Linked DNA regions of Mus musculus: regions 1, 2, 3, 4, 5 and 6 are each linked to region 7. Evidence: chromatin contacts called from public HiChIP or PLAC-seq and promoter capture Hi-C data. All regions are on one chromosome and are shown on one strand. Each heading gives the region's core, a stretch centred on a gene start, on an enhancer-like site or on the middle of the called end of the contact. The rest is flanking DNA. Distances are from core to core; before and after follow the strand shown. Region 1 holds the start of Kctd17 (potassium channel tetramerisation domain containing 17). Region 2 holds the start of L3mbtl2 (L3MBTL2 polycomb repressive complex 1 subunit). Region 3 holds the start of Pmm1 (phosphomannomutase 1). Region 4 holds the start of Snu13 (SNU13 homolog, small nuclear ribonucleoprotein (U4/U6.U5)). Region 5 holds the start of Srebf2 (sterol regulatory element binding factor 2). Region 6 holds the start of Cdc42ep1 (CDC42 effector protein (Rho GTPase binding) 1). Region 7 holds the start of Atf4 (activating transcription factor 4).

Region 1 (3,488 bases), core at 595-3,094, 1.8 Mb before region 7:
TCCTCACCTGTGGTGTTGCCATAGGAAGGAGGGACAGCTTCCGAGTCAGTGAGGCAAGGCTTTGAGGTTGACTCTGCTCTCCATAGCCTCTCCCAGCACTGTCCCACAGTCCCTGAGCCTCCTTTTATCTACTGTAAGAGAGGCATGGAAAAGTAGGATCCATATCTGAGAGTCCCGGAATGAGGACGGCCCATGTGTGGGCACCACTTGAACCAGGAAAGCTCTCAGTGAACAGTACCTGCTGTCCTGGTGGCTGCCGTCATCACCCTGATCGCGATGGCACACCAAGAGTGTGGTCTTGAGAGCACGGTGCTCAATGAACTTATCTCTGATGGATGCTTTTGGTGTCTGTGGCCAGGTACTTATAACAGGGCCCTGCCTGGAGGACATCACAGGTATATGTGCAGCCCGAAGGAGGAAGATCTGACCTCCATCCTTTGCAAGGGGTTTGCCCCTCTCACCTCCCCAGTGATGGGTCAGCTTGACACAGTTTAGAATCACCTGTGAAGAGAGCTAGTGATGAATTGTCTGAATCAGGTGGGCATGACTGTAGGAGATTGTCTTGATTACATTAATTGATGTGGGAAGACACAGCCCACTGTGGGAGACACCATTCCCTAGGCTTCAGCCCAGGACGGTGTAAGAGTGGAGACAGTGAGCTGAGTACAAGCATACATTTGTTCTCTCTCTGCTCTTGATTGTGGATGTGGCTAGCTGCCTCGAGGTCCTGGAACCTAGACTTCCCTATAGCAAAGAGCTCATATGGAATTATGAGCCAAATAAACCATTTTCTTCCTACGTTAGCTTTTGGCAGGATGTTAATATTACATCAACAGAAAGTGAAACTAGGCCATCCCTAAGTCAGGTCTTTTTGTACCTGCTGTGTTGTCCTAAAAGGAACAACTGTCCTCAGGAACTCACTGAACAGTGGGGTGAGAACAGCAGTGACCATGTCCCCCAAACAGGATCCTCCCCCTCCCCTGTTTCCTCTCCATTCTGCTAGCCCAGCAATCACCTTGAATGCCAATGCTAGAGTGACCATTTCCAAACCCTAAGCCCATTCCTCCTTTGCTGAGAGCTTTGGAGCCTCCCCAGTCCTGCTGCACACCCCACACTCCCATCAAGGAAAGGCATCTGGGGGGCCTGGGCATCTCAGCATCATGGGGGAGGGGGCTATTCTAAAACTCCCCTTCCCCACTTTGTAGAGCCGATCCATGCCTCATCTCCAAGCTTCAGGTCAAGCACATATGGAAGCCAAGTGGCACCAGAGAAGCCAGTACCTGAACTTCATCTTCTGAACGTTCACTCTTTAAGCAGACTCCGTAGCATTCAGACTAGACCAAGACTGGCATCCAGAGCAACCCGGCAGGGATGCAGGAAGCTTAAAGGAGTCATATGTATGCTCACACAGCTTCTGGCACACAGAAACGTTCAGCCAGCCCTAAGCCCAACTACATATCCTCAAAGAATTTAGGAAGAGGTGGTGACTATACCTCATCCCCGTGGTCTTTGCCACACACGGGACAAAAAAGAAACACTGCTGATGTGGCTCATGCACGCATATGCACACACGCACATGCTCACACACAGGCGCGTGCGCCTATTTTTAAAAGTAGGTTCAGGTAAATATAGGAATTTCTGGAGGAAGAAAGTTCTTCTCAGGTCAGGTATTCCTCAGCTGGGGCCCCCGTACAAAGCAGAACAAATGGGGGGGGATAGCCAATGAGGAAATCACTGTTTTCGCAGGGCCTTCTGCAAACCAAGCAGTCTGGCCACACGGAGAGACCAGATGATAGATCACCAAGAAAGGCAATGTGGGGCGGGACGTGCTGTCCGAGCAACACCAGGACAAGCGCAGAGCATCCCAGCCCTGGCTCCAGACTACAGCTCCCGGCATGCCCTGCACCTGGTACTCGCCCGCGGCGTGCGGAGGGAAGGATGCAGACAACGCGGCCGGCGATGAGGATGGAGGCCGGGGAGGCAGCGCCACCGGTGGGGGCGGGCGGCCGCCCCGGGGGCGGCTGGGGCAAGTGGGTGCGGCTGAACGTGGGGGGCACGGTGTTCCTGACCACCCGCCAGACGCTGTGTCGGGAGCAGAAGTCCTTCCTCAGCCGCCTGTGTCAGGGCGAAGAGCTTCAATCGGACAGGGTGAGCCCTGAGCCCGCTGACAGGGGGGTCCTGGCCCCGCGCTCCCGGGCTGTCCCGCCTGCGCGTCCCTCGGCCTCTGGCTTTCCTAGGATTCTGAGGCGGGGAGCCGAGGCAGGAGGAGGGGGAGGAAGAGGAGCCGAGAGGAATAGCTATACCCATTGCCGTGGCAACGGGACAGCACAGGCCGCAGCCATTTAGAGCTTTGGAGAGCTGCCCCAGATCCGGGACGCTTCCTTACTGTGGAGCGCTGGGGAGGGACCAACAAACCGGGCCTGCCTTACTGCCCTGGCTGACTCTTAAAGGAGTTGATGCGGCTGCTTCTCCCCGCCCTTAGGGTGTGGGCAGCTGAAGGGTACAAGGAACTAGATGGAGGAGGCCTGGGTGTCTTGGAGCTGGGCTTAATGTAGGGAAGAGCACTGGCTTTGGAGCTATCACTTGTGGGCTCACCCTGCTCTCCTGCCAAATTCCCAAATGACCAGGGAGGAATCGGGAGGAGAGGGGAACTTCCCTGCTCTCTGACTTTGGCCTCCTAGTGTGCAAGGCCTCTGGAGTTGGCTTGTCAAAGTCCCCTGTCCCCCATTCTGTGGCCCTCTTACACTGTGCCCTTGGGTGAGTCCCCTGTCCCTTGATGTCTCCGTCTTCTGTGCTGGGTTGTCCAGATCCCAGTCCTCCCTGCAGGCTGCACTTGTCCAATCAGAGTGCAGCTTCTTTGGAAACTTGCAAACATCTAGTGAATAGTGGGGTTGGCTGGGGGTGGGGGTGGGCGCGGTACACAGCCTCCAAGAGGGAAACTTTCCTAAGAGGGAAATTCACTGGGTCCTGTGCTGAGAGAGAGGTAAGGGGCCACTCAGGAATCCGGTCACCCTCTATACTCACATCTAATCCTCTGACTATGGGAGAAAGAAGCAACGCTCCAGAGGCCAGATGATTGGCTCAAGGTCACACAGCCTGGAAAAGGCAGAGGCAGGGTTCGAACCCAGATCCTTACTGCTTTCTTCCTGCTTCCTCTCTCCCTGTAGCCATTCTTCCAGCCAGCCTGTGGTGACTTGAGTTTATGTGTGTGTGTGTGTATGTGTGTATGTGTGTGTGTGTGTGTGTGTGTTAGGAGGGGTGGGGGTGGCTGGCTTGGGGAAGCTTGCACACCCCTCACTTCCTGTGGTCATCTCCTCCACAGGATGAGACCGGGGCCTACCTCATTGACCGTGACCCCACCTACTTCGGGCCCATCCTGAATTTCCTCAGGCATGGAAAATTGGTGCTGGACAAGGACATGGCCGAGGAGGGTGAGTTGGTCCATTGCGCTGGTCTGGGTCTCTACAGCCTACCGGAGCCTTCAGGGG
Region 2 (3,365 bases), core at 249-2,748, 1.4 Mb after region 7:
ATGATATCCCACACCCTTTTCTGGCTTTTGTTGGCACTGGCCACACATATGGTGCACAGTCATACGTGCAAGCAAAACTCCTATAACACATTAAAAAAGTAAATAAATAAAAATTTAAAAATAAAAAGCAACGCAGAGAGGCAGGGAGCTGGGAGTGGGTCTGGGAGCCCTCACGTAGGATAAGTAAACTAATCCAGACCTGTCTGAACTTTAGATGCTTGTAAGGCCATACAATTCCTGAGAACCCAGGATGGGAAGGAGTAGTTCTATAGGGGACTCAATCCACATGTATACTCCAGTTGGCAAAAGCGTTGACTTCAGGTGTCTTCTTCAATCTCTTGCTATCCACTGTATCGCTGCTGGCTGGTCAGCAGGCCATGGGAATCCTTCTGTGTCTGCTTACCTAGTGCTGGGATCACAGGCATGCTCTGTCATGCACTGGGGGGCAAAACTCAGCTTTCCATGCTCTGGCTGTACTCACTTACAGGCTGAGTCATCTCTCCTAGATTTAAGGTTATAACATCTATCCGTATAATTTATTTGTGGATATGGGGGTTTTGCTGAATGCATATGTATGGACCATGTTAGTGCTTGGCGTCATCAGAGGCCAGAAGAGAAAGTAGGATCCACTATAACTGGGTTTATAGAATTTTGTGAGTTGTTCTGGGTTCTGGGAATCAAACCTGGTACCTCTGGAAAAGTGGCCAGTAACCACTGAACCATTTCTCCAGTCCAAGGCTTTTTTTTCCCCATTTATTTATTTAGCTTGTGTGTTTGTTTTATGTGCGTGACACAAAGGTCAGGACAACTTTGTGAGTAGCTTTTTGACTTCCAGGTTTATGTTGTGGCTCAGAGATTTGAACTCAGGTAGAAAGGCTCATGGAACAAGATCCTTCACCTACTAAACCATCTCATAAGCCCCAGCGAGCAGACGGACATAGAGTTTAAGAATATTCCTGTTCCTGTCTGAATTGAAAGAGGGATTAGGCATTTCTGCTAGGCATTCCTGTCCAAGAGCACCTTTACTTCCTACCTGGGGAGAGTGTGAATTTTTGTCTGGGGCCCCTGGGGAGAGTGCGAATTTTTGTGTGTGTGGGGGGGGGGCTGGCACGTCCAATCCCTTGTGCTCAGATGGTTTGAAATTTGACTAAGAAAGGACAAAAACAAAAAACAAAAAAACCCGCCGGGCGTGGTGGCGCATGCCTTTAATCCCAGCACTTGGGAGGCAGAGGCAGGCGGATTTCTGAGTTCGAGGCCAGCCTGGTCTACAGAGTGAGTTCTAGGACAGCCAGGACTATACAGAGAAACCCTGTCTCTGAAAAAACAACAACAAAACCCTAGAAGTACCCTTCAGGAGATTTCGCATTACTAAGGCAACGACCCTTTTCGTGCACCCAGGAGAAAACTACAACTCCCCTAATCCTCACGGCTACCCAGCCCCTCCTTAATGGAGGCGGGGCGCGGGCGAGCGCGGAACCGGCTTCCTATTTCCTGCGGCATGATTGGCCCGCAGCTCGGGCGCAGCAGCCAATGAGCACACTCTCGGAGAGCGGCGAGGGCAATATGGCTTCCTGCACCTGGTGACGGTTGAGGGAATTGAATTTGGTATCATGGAGAAACCGCGGGGCACTGAGGTAAGAGGGAAAGGGCTCAGCCCAAGCGGGAAGGGGAGCCCCAAACGCCTCGCTCGGCGGACGCGCCGTTTTAGCGATGTCTTAGTGGTGGACAGTTGCAGGATTGGTAAACTGAGGTACGGAGCTTAGCCTCGGCCAGAGGCCCCCGAGGTTCCTTTTGGTCTGGTGACGAAGGAAGGATGGCAACGCCTCCCTAGCCAGGGGCAGGGAAACTGGGCTCTGAACTTTGTCTTGGTTTCATGGTTCTGAGCTTTAGGATCGTGCGGCCTGTCCCTTCCACGCGGGAAGTGAAGGGAGGAAGATCGGAGTTGATTCCTACTCCACGCTGGGAGCGTTCACGTGCTGGTCTCCCCGTACGCTCACAGCCATCTTCTTTAGGGAGGGATTAAAACAGCCCTCTGGGTCGACACAGCTGCAAAGTGCAAGAGGTTGTCACCAAGTACGTCAGTTTCCAAAACTGCGTTACGCTTTTTCCGTGGTACCGCAGCCGGTGACCCACCGCACCTTGCATTTGAAGTCTCTTGCCGTTTCCTAGCGGTAATAATTGCTAAGCTTTATTGAGCACTGTTGAGTGTTTTACGTTTATCATCCCTTCCCAAAATATTATTAAATAGTGGTGTTGTCTTTATTTGGTGGAAACCGAGGCAGTGCATTTGACTCGCTGTGCATCGTACAGCTAGGAAGCACTAGAGATCGTATTTGAACCTTGGCCCAAAGCGTCATTCTCTTTACCTCTGTCTTGCCCAACAAGCTAGGCACGTTTTTTCCTATTACAAGCTAGGTACGTTTTTATGTAGCATTTCATCGCTACCTCACATTCTGTGAGCCAACAGCTGTCGTGGATGAGAAAATTGTCCCACAGACCTTAAGTGACTTGCCCCAGGATCAGTAGCTGATTTCAATCAGAGCTCAACTCACGGCTGTGGTCCATACCACCATACAATTAGTCATCTGACTCAAAGCCTCCTTGGGATAGCCTGGGTCTCAATTTTCTCAGTCTTTTTTTCTTTTCCCTGTTTTCCTTTAAGGAAGAAAACAGGTTTATTGGATACATTGCAAGGAGCAGTGGTCTAGGCAGCAGCAAGAGGGCCTGGCAGTCTTAAATTTGTTTCTGAGTTGAGATCATTTGGATGTACATATACAGAAGAGGGAAGAAAGAGTTTCAAATGCCTTCTAGCCCAGTAAAAATTTTTTGAGGTGCTTAGGATATTTCCACATTATTGTGTAGATCTCTGATCCCTGGCAGCGTTTTTTGACCTGATAGTGGTGTGGAAACAGTATCTTTTCAATAGATGCTGTTCTTTGAAATTGGAATTTTGCTCTGTACCCAAGCTACCAGTATGAGGGGTCTTGGTGCTGAGCAGAGGCTCAAACCAACCACAGCTTGCACTTAGCCATGTGGTCATTGGAGGAAACAGTCCATTCTCTTTTCTTATTTGTTTGTTTATTTATTTATGTGAGTACACTATAGCTGTACAGATGGTCATTGGAGGAAACAGTCCATTCTTTTTTCTTATTTGTTTGTTTGTTTATTTATTTATTTATGTGAGAACACTATAGCTGTACAGATAGATGGTTGTGAGCCTTCATGTGGTTTTTGGGAATTTTAGGACCTCTGCTTTCTCTGGTCAACCCCACTCTCTGCAGTCACCCTTGCTTGCTCAGTCCCTGCTTGCCTCGGCCCAAAGATTTATTTATTATCATACATAAGTACACTGTAGCTGACTTCAG
Region 3 (3,271 bases), core at 145-2,644, 1.7 Mb after region 7:
GTCTACAGAGTGAGTTCCAGGGCAGCCAGGGCTATACAGAGAAACCCTGTCTCAAAAAAACCAAAACAAGAAAAAAGAAGAAGAAAAAAAAAAGCATTAAGCTTTTCTAGTAAGCATTAAGTCTGTCTAGTAGTAGACAAATTGACAGGCGGTTCTTGTTCAGGCCTTGCCAAGTCAGTGCAGCACAAGGATCAGGCATGCCTAGGCTAGACCACCTCCTTTCCAATCCTGCATCTTCCTGATCCACCTCTGCTGGATGGAAAGAAAGATGCCCGATTCCTTCTGGAGAGTGGAAGGCCTACCAGGAAGCTAAGACTTAGGTTCACACGGGCTTCTGCCCAGTAGCTCGGCCCCCCACCCCCATTTCTGCTCTGATCATCCCGGTGATCCCAAAGGTAGAAGGATGGGTGAGAACGACCCAGGATGACTCGAAGGGAGAAAAACTAGGTATGGCTAAAGACTGGAGGGTGAACTATAAAGTGCAGACAGGAGAATGCACTCCCATTTTTTACAGTGCTTCTATTGTAAACAGACTAGCCCTGGGGCCTTTCACCTTCACATGGGTGGAACCAAAAGGATACCAATAACAAAAACCAAAACTCATCAGAAAAGCAGCTCTCTTTCCCTCCAACTCCAGGTGGAAGGTAAACAAACATCCTAAGAGGCTTAAGGAGCTAAACCCAGTTTTAGGCCTATGGACGCCAGAGTGCAAAGACTCAGAGATCTTCCTTGCCCTCAGTAGAGGGCGACCGTGGGCTTAGAAGCGCACGGAGCTCTGCCTGGAACGCCGCGTTCTCACGCTAGCTTGAGGACGGACTAGTTGTGCATCCTAGGGCTAAAATGGGGTAAGACCACCCCAGAGCCCAGCCTGGGCCTGTGCAAGCCTGGAACTGGGGATACCCGCCCTATCGCCCATAGACGCTCCTCCCGGAGGCTGGATACAGCATCTGCGCTCCCGGCAGGAACGTGGATGCCAACCCGCGCGGGGAGCGCTGAGGCCTGGAAGGCCGAGAGGGCCTGGGTCCCATCTCCTCGGTGACAGGAGCCGGTACCACTGCACTCCACGTTTCCGACAGGGTCGCGCAGGTGTCTGCGTTGACATGGCAGTGACGGCTTCACGCTGGGTCACGGATGCCGGCGTGACTCTGGGCGGGAGCTTTGGAACCTCGAGGCCCTTACCTGGCGAGCTGGCGTGAGGGTCCCGTCCACGTCAAACAGGCAGAGGATGCGCTCTTTCCTGCGGGCGCCCTCGACGGCGACTGCCATGGCTGTAGCTCCGCGCGCCAAGCGCTGTCGCTGCAGCCACCGCCAGGGTCGCGTGCGACAGAGGCCGGGCGGGGCCGGGGCGGGGCCAGCTGCGCAGCACGGGGAGGAGCAGTGGCCATCGGCCCTCCCGCGAGGGGGCGGGGCCTGCGGCGCCGAAAGAAGAGTACAGGCACCTAGGATTGAGGGGCGTGGCAGTAGGCGGGGTCAGAGTCCTCGTACCCGACGGAGATAGGAACCGGCGGGAAAAGGGGTTGAACCGGAAGACAGTGTCGGGCCAGCGGGTTGAGGTTGATCTCAGGGCGCTCCCTACGGTGGGGGGGGGGGGGGGTTGGGGGGCAAGGGCGGGACTCAGAGCCTTCTGCTTGTGATTCCCAAGGTTAGTAGGACGAAGGTATTGCCTTGTCATCTTGAGCTTGAAGTCTCAGGGAGAACCCGGCGTGCTGGCTCACCTGTGATCCAGCCCTTCTGAGGCAGAGGCCCTTATCTACAAAACAAGTTCCGGGCCAGCCAGGGCTACATACTCTGTTTTGTTTTGTTTTTTCAAAACAAGAGTTTCCCTTTGTAGCCTTGACAGCCTTGGATAAGACCCTATTTTTTAAAACAAAACAAACAACAAAAAAAGGGAGGGGGAGAGAGAGAAGGAAGAAAAGAGAAAAATATCCCATGATGGCTTTTACCTACTGTGAGAAATGTTTGTTGCTTTTTTTTTTTTTCCAATCAAAAGTAACCTACTAAGGGCCAATATGCCATAAATCTCTAACTTGTAAGCTTTTATGCGAGTCTTTTTTGTTGTGTTATTTTGTCGTGTGTGCCTGGGGTGATGTGCACTAAGTACATGCAGGAGCCCACCTAAGTCAGGATGGAAGTGAGTGTCAGATCCTCTGGACCTGGAATTACCCACAGTTGTGAGCTTCCTTGTAGGTGCTGGGTGTCAAATCCCTGATCCTCTGCAGGAGGCCAGAAGAAAGCTTCAGATTCCTAGTTCTGGAGGTACAAGCAGTTGTAAGCTGCCCAGTATGGGTGCTGAGAATTGAACTCAGGTCCTCAGTAAGAGTAATAAGTGGAGCACGCCTTTAATATCAGCACTCAGGAGGCAGAGGCAGGCGGATTTCTGATTTCGAGGCCAGCCTGGTCTACAAAGTGAGTTCCAGGACAGCCAGGACTACACAGAGAAACCCTGTCTCTAAAAAACCAAAACCAAAAAAAAAAAAAAAAAGACATCATGCCAGGAACAGATCTAGGGCAAGGTTTATTGGGGAAATGGAGTGGGAACATGAGAGGGAGAGAGAAATAAAGACAGACAGACAGACAGAATAAGCAAGTGAGAGAGAATCATGGTGTTCAGAGATGTTCAGAAGTACCTTTTTTAAAAAAGGTTTATTTACTTATATGAGTACACTGTAGCTGTCTTCAGACATACCAGAAATGGTCATCAGATGGTTGTGAGCCACCATGTGGTTGCTGGGATTTGAACTCAGGACCTTCGGAAGAGCAGCAGTGCTCTTAACCGCTGAGCCATCTCTCCAGCCCCTTTCTATATCTTTTTGTCATTTTTAAAAAGATTTATTTATTGATTATATGTAAGTACACTGTAGCTGCCCCCTTTCTGTCATTCTTTCTTTTTTTTTTTTTTTTTTTTTTTTGAGACAGAGACAGAGTTTCTCTGTATAGCCCTGGCTGTCCTAGAACTCACTTTTTAGACCAGGCTGGCCTTGAACTCAAAAATCTGCCTGCCTCTGCCTCCCAAGTGCTGGGATTACAGGCATGTGCCACCACTGTCTGGCATTGACTTTTTAAATTTTTTTTGTTTGTTTGTTTTTGTTTTTTTGAAACAGGGTTTCTCTGTATAGTCCTGGCTGTCCTGGAACTCACTTTGTAGACCAGGCTGGCCTTGAAATCAGAAATCCGCCTGCCTCTGCCTCCTGAGTGCTGAGATCAAAGGCGTGCACCACCACACCCAGGTTCTTTCTGTCATTCTTAATTACATTTTTACTTATTTATGTGT
Region 4 (3,275 bases), core at 130-2,629, 1.8 Mb after region 7:
ACTGCAAGCAGTACATCTGCTATGGCAGCAGCCTCCTGGTCTAATCAGGAGGATCCAAGAATGATGACTGACCAGCCTTGGTGTAGTGGCACACACCTGTAAGCCCAGCATTCTGGAGGCCGGCCAAGGCAGGGAGATCTCATGTCCAAAGCCAGAACTCGCCCGTCCTTAAGCGATGCATGTTTGTACTCCGCCTGCTACAAGCGACCCGTTGTCCCCACTTCCCAGCCTAGACAAACTGCTGCAGAGTTCACCAAGAGCACCGCACTTCAAAACTCTTCCCTGGTTCAACACTGGCTCAGCCACTCTCTCTCTCTCAAACTCTAGACTCGGTCAGTAGTTGCTAAACCTCAGGGGTGGGAGCACGAAAACAAAGCCGACCACCCAAGGGCTGGATGAAATCGCACCAGGCCTGAAAGGGCTCAGCCAAACGGAGCCCTGTACACCATCACAAAGTGGAGACGCTCAAACGCTATCATCCCACGTGGGGCTACCAGGACCACGGATTTCTGAAGGCGTCGGTCGCTCTCATGGTGGGAGCCTTTCCTGAGCTTCCTTCACATTCCATGTGACCCCAAATTTAAAAAAGGAGGCGAGGGTGGGGTGGTGGTGGTTACCTAGTCCGGAGGGCGCGATGGTACGCGCCTTTAATCCCAGCACTGGTGAGGCAGATCTCTTGAGAGCTCAAGGCCAGCTTAGTTTACAGAGTTCCAAGGCCAACCAGGGCTCCATGAGCCCCTAAAAACAAACTAAACCAAAAAGCGCCCCCGAATTCCCTAAGTCTTAGTTCCCGACAGACCCTGGCTGCGGACCCCACGGCGATCCCCTTCCTCAACCCCGGGAGTGGAGAAGACGTGGGTAGTGAGTGCCTCGCATCCCGGGATTTCACCTCATCCCCCAGTGTTTAAAAAGAAAAGAGAAAGAAAACGAGAAGGAGAACAGACGGGCTTCCACACGCGTTCACCATCCCACGTGGGGCGCTCATTTTCCCACGCTGCGCCATGCCTGTCCCCTCGCCGCGGCCTCTGGGCACGCCCACGGCTGCAAAGCCCACCGGGCCGCAGCGACCTGGGACCTCAGCTGCCCGGGATCTCCACTCCGCCGCCCCAGGAACGACCTCGCGGGCCGCCGGAGTTCCAGCCCCGGGCCTGGAGGTCGGCCATCTCGGGGCGGGCGACATGTCGCACGCGCTCCACCTCCCCCAAGACGCAGCGAACAGGGCCCGCGGCCCGCGCTCCCCGTGCTTGCGGCCCGCCGCGCTCACTCACCATGGCTGCGGTGCGCCGGTCTCGCCGCGACTCGACGACAGCCCAACTCAAGAGGGACTGAAACGCCGCGCAGGAAAAAGGAGCGGAAATCACTTCAGAAGCGGCAGGAAGCGGAAGTGACGCCACAGAGCGCGCGCAATGACGGCGTCCCGCCCCCTTCCCGGAAGAAGAGAGTGCTGAAGTCATCTTTGGATGTGGGAGATGCGTTTTTTCAGATTTTATTAGCGTTCTAGTTAGGATCGGCAAAAGATTGTGAATAAACCACTCGGGAAGTGGCACACTAGTACAACGGGTTGTGAGGGTTGCCATTTCATAACCAGGCTTTTTTTTTTTTTTCGAGACAGGGTTTCTCTGTGCAGCCCTGGCTGTCCTGGAACTCGCTTTGTAGACCAGGCTGCCCTCGAACTCAGAAATCCACCTGCCTCTGCCTCCCAAGTGCAGGGATTAAAGGCATGCGCCACCACGCCAGGCTTTTTTTTTTTTTTTTTTTTTTTTTTTTTTTCTGAGTACATAGTGTACCCTTTTCAAAACCATCCTCTCAGGCGGAGGTTGATTTCTACAATTAGCTGGAATAATGCAGTGGTTGTGAGTCTCTTGGGGAGTGTGTGTCAAAAGACCCTTTCCCAGGGGCCGCCGAAGACCATCGGAAGACACGATTCATAACAGTAGCAAGATTACAGTTATGAAGTAGCAACGAAAGTAATTTTATGGTTGGGGGTCACCACAACATGAACTGTATTAAAGAGCTGCAGCAATGGGTAGGTCAAGAGCCATTGGACTAGGGGGCTAGTTAGTGAATGACAGGGAGGTTGTGTTTGGAGTAATTATGTAGGACACCTGCTTCCTTCTTCTGAGCATCTTGCCCCTTTCTTAGTGATGCACCAAAACTTCGTTATGAAAGGATAAACTCAAGTCTAGCGCTCCCTCCCATGAGCTCTTCCGTGATCCTCGTGGCTTCTCAGTCTTTTCCAACATGATGCCAAACACATCTTGGGGCTATTTGGATCTAGCCCAGACCCCACCATTAGAGCCAATTTCAGCTCATTGTGTCACAACTGTAGAGCTGAGAACTGGGAGGACCTTTAAGAGCCTTACAAAATAGTTCCTCATTTTTACAGATGAGAACAAAGTGTAAAGAAGGGAAGCCTGCCCACTGTCAGGAATCAAACAGTGGCAAAGCTAAAACCGGACCTTGAGATTTTTAGCATTGGGGGTCAGGCAACCACATGGATTCAAACTGCCAACAGGAGGGAACATTTCTAGAGACTGGCGAGATGCCTCCCTGGTTCAGCACACTGGCTGCTCTTCTATAGGATATGGGTTCAATTCCCAACACCCACATGGCAACTGACAACACTTGTGACTCCAGTTACAGAAAGATTCAACTGCCTCTTCTAGCATCCATGGGCACTGTGATGCACAGACTTGCATGCAGGCAAACAATCACACATAAGAGACACTTTTTAAGAATATTGATCAGGGCAATGGTGGCGCATGCCTTTGATCCCAGCACTTGGGTGGCAGAGGCAGGCAGATCTCTGTGAGTTCAAGGCCAGCCTGGTCTACAGAGTAAGTTCCAGGACAGCCAGGGCTACACAGAGAAACCCTGTTTCCAAAATGTAGTGGGGTGTCAACACAAATTCACGGAAGAACATGAAAGAGCCCAGTTTCAAAAGGGAGTGAGTGGGATAAAAGAATTTCTGGGGACTGAGTAGATAATTTAGTTCGCCTGGCAGTGGTGACAGAAAAACCCTGTTTCAAAAGAAACCCCTCCTCTCCCCTCCCCTCCCCTCCTCTCCTCTCCTTTCTTTTTCTGAGACAGGATTTCTTTGTGTAGCCCTGATTGTCCTGGAACTCACTCTGTAGTCCAGGCTGGCCTTGAACTCAGAGATCCACCTGCCTCTGCCTCTGCTGCCTGAGTGCTGGGATTCCAGGCTTGTTCTACCATGCATGCTTTTCTTTATTATGACCCAATGGGTTTCATTAAGGGGTGCTTATGGTAGCATG
Region 5 (3,357 bases), core at 778-3,277, 1.9 Mb after region 7:
TTTGCTGAGGTGTGGGACCAGTGTGGTGGCCATCCTGTTACAATTTCTTTTTTTTTTAAAGATATACTTATTTTATTTATATGAGTACACTGTAGCTGTCTTCAGACACACCAGAAGAGGGCATCAGATCCTGTTACAGATGGTTGTGAGCCACCATGTGGTTGGTGGGAATTGAACTCAGGACCTCTAGAAGAGCAGTCAGTGCTTAACCAACTGAGCCATCTCTCTAGCACCTCCCCCCACCCACCTTACCATTTCTAATGAGCCTCCTTTTGTCCTTTCCCAGGCCAGTTGCTAAGCACACACATGAAGGTCAGAGAACTTCTGAGAATCAGGTCTCTCCACCTATGTGAGTCCCAGGGGTTGATTTCAGGTCAGCAGGCTTAGCCAAAAGCACCGCACTGAACCATCTTGCTGGCCCCAGGCCAGAGTCGTGATATCCAGCCCCTTGTTAGTCTCATCTTATCTTTACTTTTCCTTGGCTAGTCTGTCTTGTGTGTGTGTGTGTGTGTGTTTTGTTTTGTTTTTGTTGTTTAGTGATTTGATTTTGTTTTGTTTTTTTGAGGCAAGGTTTCACACACACAAAAAAAATTCAGGCCACTCTGGACAGCTTCCCCAACCCCACCTAGAAACCCTGTCTCTTGCTCAGTTCTTTGCTATTTCTTGTCCCCCAGCAGAGGCGCCTCTCCCAGTAAATCTCTCCTGTGAGACTTGTTGTGATGTGACTTTGTGGGTATTCCCAGGCGCCTGATTGCCAGGATCTTTTTCCCTCTCAGAGCTGCAATACCTTCACTGGAGACCCTTTCCCCCTCAGAGCCTGCTGGAACACTTCATCCCAGAAGTTAAGAGCTGTTTGCTTGCCACGGAAATCAAATAAATGTGACAATGACAACTGTGGTCTTGTGCTGTTTTAAAGATGACAAACCAGGCTTATCAGCAAACAGTTGCTTAGCCAGCCCAGGAGCAGGAAGTGGCTTATTGGATATGCAGGTCTCCCCACAGAGCCTTCAGCTCTGACCCCCTAAGAACAACTGCCTCAGACTCACAAGAAGCTCTTCCTATGTATGCCATGAAAACCTTCTTCCTCTCAGTATACACTTAGGTCCTTTCTCAGATGTCCATTCCAGCATTTCTTTTTTTTAACGATGCCCTGATATTCTACTGTTTGGAGGTAATTTATGTACCTGATGCCTTACTGTGTTACTGTTTTCCCGTTAGAGAACTTTGTGATGAATGTCTTTGAATACATGTACTTAATAGCATTCCTCGGAACACTAATCTTTTTGTTTCTTCGGATAAGTTCTTGGAAGCGTGCACCTTTGTGTGCAGTGTGACCGACTACCTGTAAGATGATGCAGTGAGGTGACTGCAGGAGTGGGGCCTCACCTGGAGAGACCATTGAACAAATGACCTTGTCTGAAGGCCTTAGAATGATCGAGGTTTCCCAAAATTGAGGGCCAGTTGTAAAATGTTCACAATACTCAGGTGATCTCAAGACCCTGTTAAGTCTCGGATGGGATAAGTGTGACTTAGGGTCTGGATAGCCTATCCCAGAATGTTAGGGTACTATGATTCTACCCAGAGCTAGGGGGAGGGAAGAGGCAACTGGGGAGATGACGTAATGTGCTCCTAGAGTAAAGGGGGCGGTGGTAGAAGGTAGCGCCGGACAGCGGTGCGTTAACCCTTCTATTTCCGGGCTCTCGACAAAGTTGCTCCTGGAGCTGATCCAACGGAAAAGTAGCGGCTCCTTTAAGCCAGAAGAAGGCTGGGACGAGGACCCGGCGGCTACTCTCCGCTGGCGCTTGGATGCCGTGAGGGGCGGAGTCCCGCTATGCAAATCTGAGCTGCTGATCGATGACGCACCATCACCCCATGAGCCGCTTCGCGCGCCGATTGGCTAATGCAAGCCTGGTCCCATTGACAACAAACTTGGGGGTGCGGAGGCTCGGGGCGGGGCTGCAGTGGGCGCGGCCCGGGGCGGGGGAATTCTGCCCCGCCCCTTCCGTGGAGTCGGGGCGCAGCTCAAACATGGCGGCGGTTGGCACGGGGCGGTGAGGCGGTACCAGGTGGGGGCTGTCGGGTGTCATGGGCGGTGGCGGCGGTACCGCCTCCGCGTCTCCCTGAGCTGGACCTCACGGGGGACTCTGCGCCAAGCTGGGCGATGGATGAGAGCAGCGAGCTGGGCGTTCTGGAGACCATGGAGACCCTCACGGAGCTGGGCGATGAGCTGACTCTCGGGGACATCGACGGTGAGTGGCGGCGGCTGGGTGGGAGTGCGGGGGGCGCGCGGGGAGGAAGGGGTTACGGCGGCGCTCGCGGGTGCGCGTGCGCCCACCCCGCGATCGCCCCGGCGTGCGCGGGAAGGAACCCGCGGGGGCCGGGCTGCCCGGGAGGTTCCCAGTTCTTCTGGCTCCAGAGTCTGAGCCCGGGTCGTGACGCAGGGCTCCCGGTGGCTGAGGAGTCGTGGGCGCCGCGGGGCCCGAAGCGGGGCTGGGGGCGTCGCGAGTGCCGCCAGAGGAGAAAGCGAGGCGGCTGCCTCCCTCGCGCGCCCACACGCGCTCTGGTTTGTCCGGTCTTCGCCGGCGTCCCGCGTCGCACCTGTCACTCCCTGCCTGGCCACTGGAGCGGCTTCGGGATTTCCCGGACTGCGCTCCCGGGCTCGGCTCCCCCACGCCCCCGCTCTTTTCGGGATTGACTGACAGCCGGGTCTGCGGGCGCTCTGGAAAACTTTGGGCAACAGCTGCAAAAAGCAAGTTACTGATGGAGTGGACAGAGACCGCAGAGTGCGGCGGCCTTGGATGGAGACCCGGGCGCTCCTGCTGTCGCACTGCAAAGGGAGTTGAGCAGCAAGAATTTTGAGTTGTGGCCCCTCGGGTACAGACTAGGGAGCTGGTGGCCTTTGTTTCGGCGGCCTTAACAGCGAAGTGGAAGAACTGGTAGGAGCCCAGGGAACCTCTCTTAAAATTCTCTCACTTTTCAGCCACGGGAAGGAAGGTTTGGAGAGGGTCCCAGACTTGCCCGCGGTCATCATGCTGGTTAACAAAGCCCAGTTCTTTCTGTTTCTGAGCCACTATTAGTTTCTTTCCACTCCACCTTTAAGAAAAATAGGCTAGTAATTAAGTCATTCTCAGTAGTCAGGGCTCTTCTGAAGTTCTCAGTCCCAAATACTTTGCGTTAGTTCATTTATTCAATCCCGCTGAATTGGGTATCGCTCAGTTTTGCCGGAGGTGTCGTTTAAGGTCACTTACTTTAGAGAGTCCAGAACTCCTAGGCAGTGACTCAGTTTATGGAATGTTACTACACCTAGAATCTAGAACCTTGCAGGCAGATGTGATGGCCACATCCTCGCTTCGCAGG
Region 6 (3,325 bases), core at 186-2,685, 1.4 Mb before region 7:
AACTGCTGTATCTCAGTCTTCTCTGCCTGCCACTGGTGTTCTCTGGGCCTCAGTTTCTCCATCTGTCCATCTGGGAAAAAATGATCCACCCCCTGTCGGCTAGCGTGAGGGTTTAGAGTGCCAACCCTGAAGCACAGCATTCTGTGAGGGAGGAGTAAGAGCTTGTCCTGTCCTGTCCCCCTCGGTCCTTAGGGCTCCTCACCCCTGCAGGGACAGTACCGCCCAGCTCCATCCCTGCCTCTGAGCTCAAAGCCTTTGCCCACAGTCTGTCCAGTGTGAACTTCCTAGGCCCTCTGCATCTCTATTTAAAACTTAACCTGGCTTCCTGCTCCTTTAGGGAACCTTGCTCAATACCCCACTCCCAGACTACCTTAGGGACATGTACTGCCACACACAGCCCCCAGGATTCCTGTCTGTCTGTCGTCACAGAAAAATCAGAGGGTACACGGATGGAGGGGCCTAGGATCTGTCTTCTTGAGCATGGCTGGCTTTGTGCCTTCTTTGAAGTAGTGGGGGCCTCACTAAAGGTTTCTAAGGTGTGACCTCATTTACCTGTTCAGCAACTCTCTTAGTTGTTAGAGCGGAGAACAGAAGATAATGTAATATCTGATGTCTGCTTTGATAACTCCACTATAGTAGGGGTATGTGTGTGTGTGTGTGTGTGTGTGTGTGTGTGTGTGTGTGTGTTTCTGGGAACAGAACTTCCATCCTCTGGAAGAGCATAAAGCACTCTTAACTGCTGAGCCCTGTCTCCGGCCCCATGGGGAAACTGAGACACTTGAAAGGCAAGGAGGAACAAGGGCCATCCCAGCTTAAGGGTCCATGAGATTATCACAGGTTACCCTACACCCCTCTACATAGTGGTCAGCTGTAAAGGCCTCTTCCCCAGAGCAGCTAAATATTCTGCTGGCACCCGACGGGGCTTGTATTGGGTTGCCAGGAATGGGGAATGGAGAAAATGGGAAAGAGTGAATGCCCCACATTTAAAAAAAAAAGAAAGAAAGAAAGAAAGAAAGAAAGAAAGAAAGAAAGAAAGAAAGAAAGAAAGAAAGAAAGAAAAAAATTCCAGCGAGTCTTCTGGTCAGTTCCTCCCGCCCCAGCAAGGAAAGGCTGGAGGCCCAGGACAGGGCTGTCAATCCTGGACTCCCCGAGGTCATCTAAGGAGCAGTGGGCAGCAAAGAGTCCCAGTGGCCTCCTCCAGGCAGTCCGGGCTCAAGACAGAGCGAACATTCCCGAGGTCGCCCCGCCTAGGGGTGGTGGGCAGGGGCCTGGCCTGGCTTGGCATCCCTGCCGCGCCACTGCAGCGCTCGCGGCGTGGCCAGCCAGCCCGGGAGGGGGCGCGGCCGCCGCGGGCGGAGCAGGGGCGGAGGGAGCCCGCAGCCCGCCCCCGCCCCGGGATCTGGCGGCCGAGCCCGCGGCCAGGGCGGCGCAGACCGGCCCAGCGACTCTCGGGTAGCGCTGGGACGCGCCGCCGCCGCGCCCGCCCCTGGACCCCCCGGGCTCGACGACACGAGGTAATCGTGGGCGCGGGCCGGGGGAGTGCGTACAGTCCTGGGCGCGGAGGGTGCGCGGGGCCAATCCGTAGGAGGCTGGAAAGTTCAGACTTCTCGGGTGGTTTTGTCACGTTGCGGGACGGCTCAGGGCACCAAAACCGAAGGGTAACGCAGTATACTGGGACGCGAGCAGAGGTGCCCAGGGCCGTCTGCCGCGTTCCTGCGCGGGCAGCGGAAGGGAAGGGACCCCAGGGCCTCTCGGCGACGCCAGCGCGGGAGCGGGAAGCTGGGGGGTGGGGGGGACGGACGATGGGGACAGGGCACCCTGCCCCCTCCCCAGCTGCATTCCAGGCTGGAGCAGCGGATGAGGTCATCCCGTCCGGTTCCCTTCTGGCCACGGCAGCCGCTGCCCTCTGCCCGCGCCGGACGGGAGCGAGAGACTCTCCCAAAGTCTCTCTTATGAGGTTCCCAGAAGGGAATGTTTCCTGGTTGAAGTTTTTCCTGGACTTCCCATCCCAACTGATTGTGCCCTTGTCCCAACTCGCCAAGTTTGAAGGCCGTTTTTCTACACTGGGAAACTGAGGCTGAGAGAGCACAGCGGTGGAGGGGGGGACTGCCTAGCTTTAACTTGGGGTGCTGGGGCAAGAAGACGTCTTAGTCGGTAGTGTCACACACAATTTAATACCGCCACCACTTGGGAAACTGAGGCAGGACGGTCACAATTTCGAGGTCAGCCTGGGAGATATATAGCAAGACCTTTTCAACAACACACACGTCTTTCCTCCCACTTTCCAGTGGTTCCCTTCTGTCCTACCGGCTCAACGAAGTTCAGAGAAGTCTGATCTGGGACAGTGACTCTGGGCAGTTTGTCTTAGTTTCCCTGTCTTCCACCCCAAAGTGCTGGACTTTGAGGGGATGTCCCTGGAGGACTTCTAATCTCAAATGTCACAAATTGGGGAAAATAGGAAGCAACAAAATCCCGCGGTTTCAGTGTTGCTATCTATCAAAGAGCCACTGTACCCACACTTCCCCTCCGGCGCCCCCAGCAGGCTGTCCGGGAGGTGGGGCTCTGCACACCTGCCTGAGGGTGTGTCTGGGTACTCCAAGGAGCAGCGCTTCTGCTCTTCTGCTCTGCTCCCTCTCTTTCCCCACCATCGGAGTGGCTTCTCTTACCCCACTTCCTTGCCTCCACATCCACCCCGTTGGCCTCTGAGTGAGTGGAGCCGGCCAATGCCCCAAAACTTGTCCCTGTGGTCATTACTACTGAGGGAGCCCTGGCCACGTGCCCAGACCATTGCACAGTAAATATAAGAGTTCTGTGGGGGTACTAAGCCTCACTGTGGCCACTCATGCCCTGGTCCCGGATGCCGAAGTGCAGAGCCTGAGTCCCGTTCCTCTCATGCTAGCTTCTCCTTAGCTACCACCTTCTCTCAGAGGGCAAGGCCATTCTGCCAGTGTTGGTAAAATGTCAGCTCCAGGGTTCACGCTGTTTTTGTTCTGTGATCTGGGTCTCTTCCCCCAACCCCCATGTAAAATGGGAGCCGGGAACCTTTACAGGGGCGATTGCCTGGGCCTTTGAGACACGAAAGGTTCCAGTACCTTAGATCCGGGTCAGGCAGAGCGACCGACCTAAAGGCCAGCAACTGTCTGTGGTTAGCACCACGGGGTAGGTAGGTGGCTGGAATGAAATATGTCCCTTACTCATGAAATGTTGGATTTGAACCCAGGCCTGCCCCACTCCAGGATGGGAGAAGTTTCTCCATCTTCTACCCCCTCCTCCCTTCTCTGGCAGAGGCTCTTAGACCTGCTTTCTCCATGTGAAGACAGAAACA
Region 7 (3,065 bases), core at 396-2,895:
TTTCCATGACTGGTTAAGCAAGCTTTGGCCAGCCAAACAGCCCCTCACTGGCTGTTTGGAGACTCTTATGGGAAAGCATTAGGGTTGATAGAAAACAGCTGTTGGGATAATTGGTTGTTAGCACCCTAACAGAAGAGTGGGGGGACTCCAGGCTGCCTGCAGGGTAGATACATGTGATAGAAAACAGCTGCTAGGATAATTGGCTGTTAGAAAGGAGGCCAGAAAAAGAAGTGCAAGCTTACACCACGTGGAAGGTTTCTGGGGAGGCACGTTTTTGTATAGCAAAAGGCAGTCATGTATCACAGGTTCAGGAGTTTAGCAAAGCAAGGGGTGGGCATACATCATAGAGTTAGGAACTCAGCATAGGTTAAAAACCATGGTTTGCAGGGTACATTATGCTTAGGGGACAGAAACTTGTAAGGGATGTCCACTTAATGTAGCAGTGTGGCTGCTGTTTTGGTTTCCAGAGCAAAGAGAGGACATAGTTACCCTTTTGTTGCTTTTGCATGGAAAGACTAGGTAACTTCTGTATGTGTGCACATGCACTTGTGACTTCTTTGGGTATAAAAACATCTCATTATGTAGGCCTCGTGTTTTATGGTTGGTTCCGTCTCAGTAAACAATAATAAAGGCTCCTCTGAGGAAGGAGGATGGAGTTAGGGATATAGGGACTGGAGAGTTAGGTTCGAATTAATAAATAGCAATCAATCATATAATCAAGGACGACCTTGAACTATGGTACCCGAGCGCTAGGGTTGGGTTGTACAAGGCTTGCAAATAATCACTGAGCAGTAAGTGGCAGGCACTGTGCCAGTTGAGTGGTATTTGTGTGAGTCACTTAAACAGAAGTGGAAACTCTTTTTAAGATTTCCAGGCTGGAGTTGGAAAGAGCCTCTCAGCACTCTCAAAACAGCATCCTTTATGGTGAGGCCTTGACCAGTACCTGGGGCTCCCGATCACTTAGGCGGCAGGCTCACTCATCAGGATGACTTCTTGGGAAGGTGATACCTGGAAGTTAAGGCTTGAGAGCCAACTGAATAAACCTGATCTTAAGGGAACTGACCCTATACAAACCGGCAGTGAGGGCCTCTATGATGGGAGGATGGGCATAGGAGGTTAGACCTGAGGTTAGGCATGTTTCCCCGGTTCAGGGGAAATCGCTGAACTGGAGGAACCGGAATATCTCCCAAGAAGACCCCAACACGAACGCCCTGCCTCCAAGTGCCGTCCCTGTCCCAGGACTGACAGGAAGCTGAAGGTTTGGACCAGCTAACTCAGAAGGGTCTCTCCACATGCCTGAAGCCTGCCCACTCGGTTCTGGAAACAACAAATACATGAAAAGATGGCTTCCAGCCCAAAGGTCACGCCTGGAAGCTGTTTGCTCGGTGCGGAGCGATGCCGGAGAGAGCAAATACACATGGATCACATCTGACAAGAGATGGCAGGTGTGACAGTCTGGCGCCCGGAACCTCTGGTGGCTCCTCCCTTTCCACGCAGACCCCTGATCCTAGAGCGCCCAGGTGCAGAGCCAATAGGAACTTGAGGTTTAGGTGACTCGCCACGCCTGGGCCAATCAGCTCGACGCGCGCTCCGACGGCGTCTCGCGTGATAACCTGGCAGCTTCGGCTTTGACCGTCAGAGCTTTGGCTAGGTGTCCCACCCCGCCTTGTAAGACACCGGAAATTCGTCAACGAGCGATCCCTCCGCGCTCCGGAACCAGACCGCGGCTGGTCGTCAACCTATAAAGTAGTGCACTTTTCTCTCATGGGGCCTTTAGGACGATCTCTAACGCCACAGTTACCCCCCGAGCACAGCGGAGAAGGGTTGGGGCGGGCGAGGGCGTCAGTGAGAGGCGGTTTGGTGGCGCTGCGGTAGGATCACGTGACCACAGTGGGAGGATACGCGGTGTGCTGCGTCCCTGGCCGAGGCTATAAAGGGCGGGTTTAGGGCGTGCCGCCGCCATTTCTGCTTGCTGTCTGCCGGTTTAAGTTGTGTGCTCGGGTGTCCCTTTCCTCTTCCCCTCCCGCAGGGCTTGCGGCCACCATGGCGTATTAGAGGCAGCAGTGCCTGCGGCAGCGTTGGCCTTTGCAGCGGCGGCAGCAGCACCAGGCTCTGCAGCGGCAACCCCCACCGGCCTAAGCCATGGCGTGAGTATGGGGCCGGCCGCGGAGGGCGGGGGCCTCGCTGTGGTTGGGTGCGGCCCGGGCGCGGTGGCCGGCACACGCGGTTTTACAAGCGGCCGGACGCGTCGGCCTTGTTTGCGTTGCCTGCGACGCCGGCGCTCCCGGGCAGAGCTGGGCGGAGGAGTGTCTAAAGCGCTACTGCTGCCCCTTCGTCCTGTCTTAGCTTAATCATCTCGGGCTCACCGGGGTCCCCGTGTCATCCTGCGAACGTGGCGATGCCCAAGATGGCGGTGGGGCGGGGGTGTGAGTCACGGGGGCGGGGCGCGGCGGCCTTGGCCGTATTAGGACGCGAGGACAAGCTGCTTCCTCTGGGTGGCCGGTGAAGCAAAGCTAAGCCTCCATCTTGTGCAACCCGAGCTGGCGGCCGGGGAGGCTTACACAATGGCCTTGGGCCCGCGTGCTCTCCCTGTAGACGCTTCTGGGATTTGGCCATCCGGCATCTTAGATAGAAAGATGACTGGACTTGCTTTTGGGTCCCCATCCAGGCTCTTCACGAAATCCAGCAGCAGTGTTGCTGTAACGGACAAAGATACCTTCGAGTTAAGCACATTCCTCGAATCCAGCAAAGCCCCACAACATGACCGAGATGAGCTTCCTGAACAGCGAAGTGTTGGCGGGGGACTTGATGTCCCCCTTCGACCAGTCGGGTTTGGGGGCTGAAGAAAGCCTAGGTCTCTTAGATGACTATCTGGAGGTGGCCAAGCACTTGAAACCTCATGGGTTCTCCAGCGACAAGGCGGGCTCCTCGGAATGGCCGGCTATGGATGATGGCTTGGCCAGTGCCTCAGACACCGGCAAGGGTGAGTAGGACGGCTGTCCTGGTGTGCCCTTTTCATATGGATCTGGTGTTCTAATGGCTTTCTGCCTCCCGAATATGACATG

What was found. Promoter capture Hi-C pulls out the DNA fragments that hold promoters and counts their contacts. HiChIP or PLAC-seq counts read pairs in DNA pulled down with a chosen protein or histone mark. Capture Hi-C pulls out chosen DNA fragments and counts their contacts.
Region 1: a promoter capture Hi-C map of liver shows a contact between it and region 7, with 3 times the contacts expected there. The contact joins the promoter of Kctd17 here to the promoter of Atf4 in region 7. A contact is called at or near these places in 2 of 39 promoter capture datasets (both in liver) and 1 of 115 datasets of contacts at active chromatin or transcription factors (pancreatic cancer cells).
Region 2: a promoter capture Hi-C map of pre-B cells shows a contact between it and region 7, with 5 times the contacts expected there. The contact joins the promoter of L3mbtl2 here to the promoter of Atf4 in region 7. A contact is called at or near these places in 2 of 39 promoter capture datasets (the C10 cell line and pre-B cells) and 1 of 9 other capture datasets (liver).
Region 3: a contact with region 7 is called in a promoter capture Hi-C map of pre-B cells, with 4 times the contacts expected there. The contact joins the promoter of Pmm1 here to the promoter of Atf4 in region 7. A contact is called at or near these places in 1 of 39 promoter capture datasets (pre-B cells) and 1 of 9 other capture datasets (liver).
Region 4: a contact with region 7 is called in a promoter capture Hi-C map of liver, with 3 times the contacts expected there. The contact joins the promoter of Snu13 here to the promoter of Atf4 in region 7. A contact is called at or near these places in 1 of 39 promoter capture datasets (pre-B cells) and 2 of 9 other capture datasets (adipose tissue and liver).
Region 5: a FOXA1 HiChIP or PLAC-seq map of pancreatic cancer cells shows a contact between it and region 7. The contact joins the promoter of Srebf2 here to the promoter of Atf4 in region 7. A contact is called at or near these places in 1 of 39 promoter capture datasets (liver), 1 of 484 Hi-C or Micro-C datasets (uterus) and 3 of 115 datasets of contacts at active chromatin or transcription factors (embryonic stem cells, microglia and pancreatic cancer cells).
Region 6: a promoter capture Hi-C map of liver shows a contact between it and region 7, with 6 times the contacts expected there. The contact joins the promoter of Cdc42ep1 here to the promoter of Atf4 in region 7. A contact is called at or near these places in 2 of 39 promoter capture datasets (embryonic stem cells and liver).

The regions. Positions count from the first base shown.
Region 1 is chr15:78,426,720-78,430,207 of GRCm38.p6, forward strand. It overlaps Kctd17 (potassium channel tetramerisation domain containing 17), which reads left to right and starts at 1,845. Exons shown (of 8, transcript NM_001289671.1): 1 at 1,845-2,148; 2 at 3,323-3,431. The coding sequence starts at 1,939.
Region 2 is chr15:81,662,391-81,665,755 of GRCm38.p6, forward strand. L3mbtl2 (L3MBTL2 polycomb repressive complex 1 subunit) reads left to right here and starts at 1,499. Exons shown (of 17, transcript NM_145993.5): 1 at 1,499-1,634. The coding sequence starts at 1,611.
Region 3 is chr15:81,959,536-81,962,806 of GRCm38.p6, forward strand. It overlaps Pmm1 (phosphomannomutase 1), which reads right to left and starts at 1,395. Exons shown (of 8, transcript NM_013872.4): 1 at 1,180-1,395. The coding sequence starts at 1,266.
Region 4 is chr15:82,046,219-82,049,493 of GRCm38.p6, forward strand. It overlaps Snu13 (SNU13 homolog, small nuclear ribonucleoprotein (U4/U6.U5)), which reads right to left and starts at 1,380. Exons shown (of 3, transcript NM_011482.4): 1 at 1,269-1,380. The coding sequence starts at 1,271.
Region 5 is chr15:82,145,242-82,148,598 of GRCm38.p6, forward strand. It overlaps Srebf2 (sterol regulatory element binding factor 2), which reads left to right and starts at 2,028. Exons shown (of 19, transcript NM_033218.1): 1 at 2,028-2,249. The coding sequence starts at 2,162.
Region 6 is chr15:78,841,212-78,844,536 of GRCm38.p6, forward strand. It overlaps Cdc42ep1 (CDC42 effector protein (Rho GTPase binding) 1), which reads left to right and starts at 1,436. Exons shown (of 3, transcript NM_027219.3): 1 at 1,436-1,514.
Region 7 is chr15:80,253,539-80,256,603 of GRCm38.p6, forward strand. It overlaps Atf4 (activating transcription factor 4), which reads left to right and starts at 1,646. Exons shown (of 3, transcript NM_009716.3): 1 at 1,646-2,147; 2 at 2,669-2,983. The coding sequence starts at 2,761.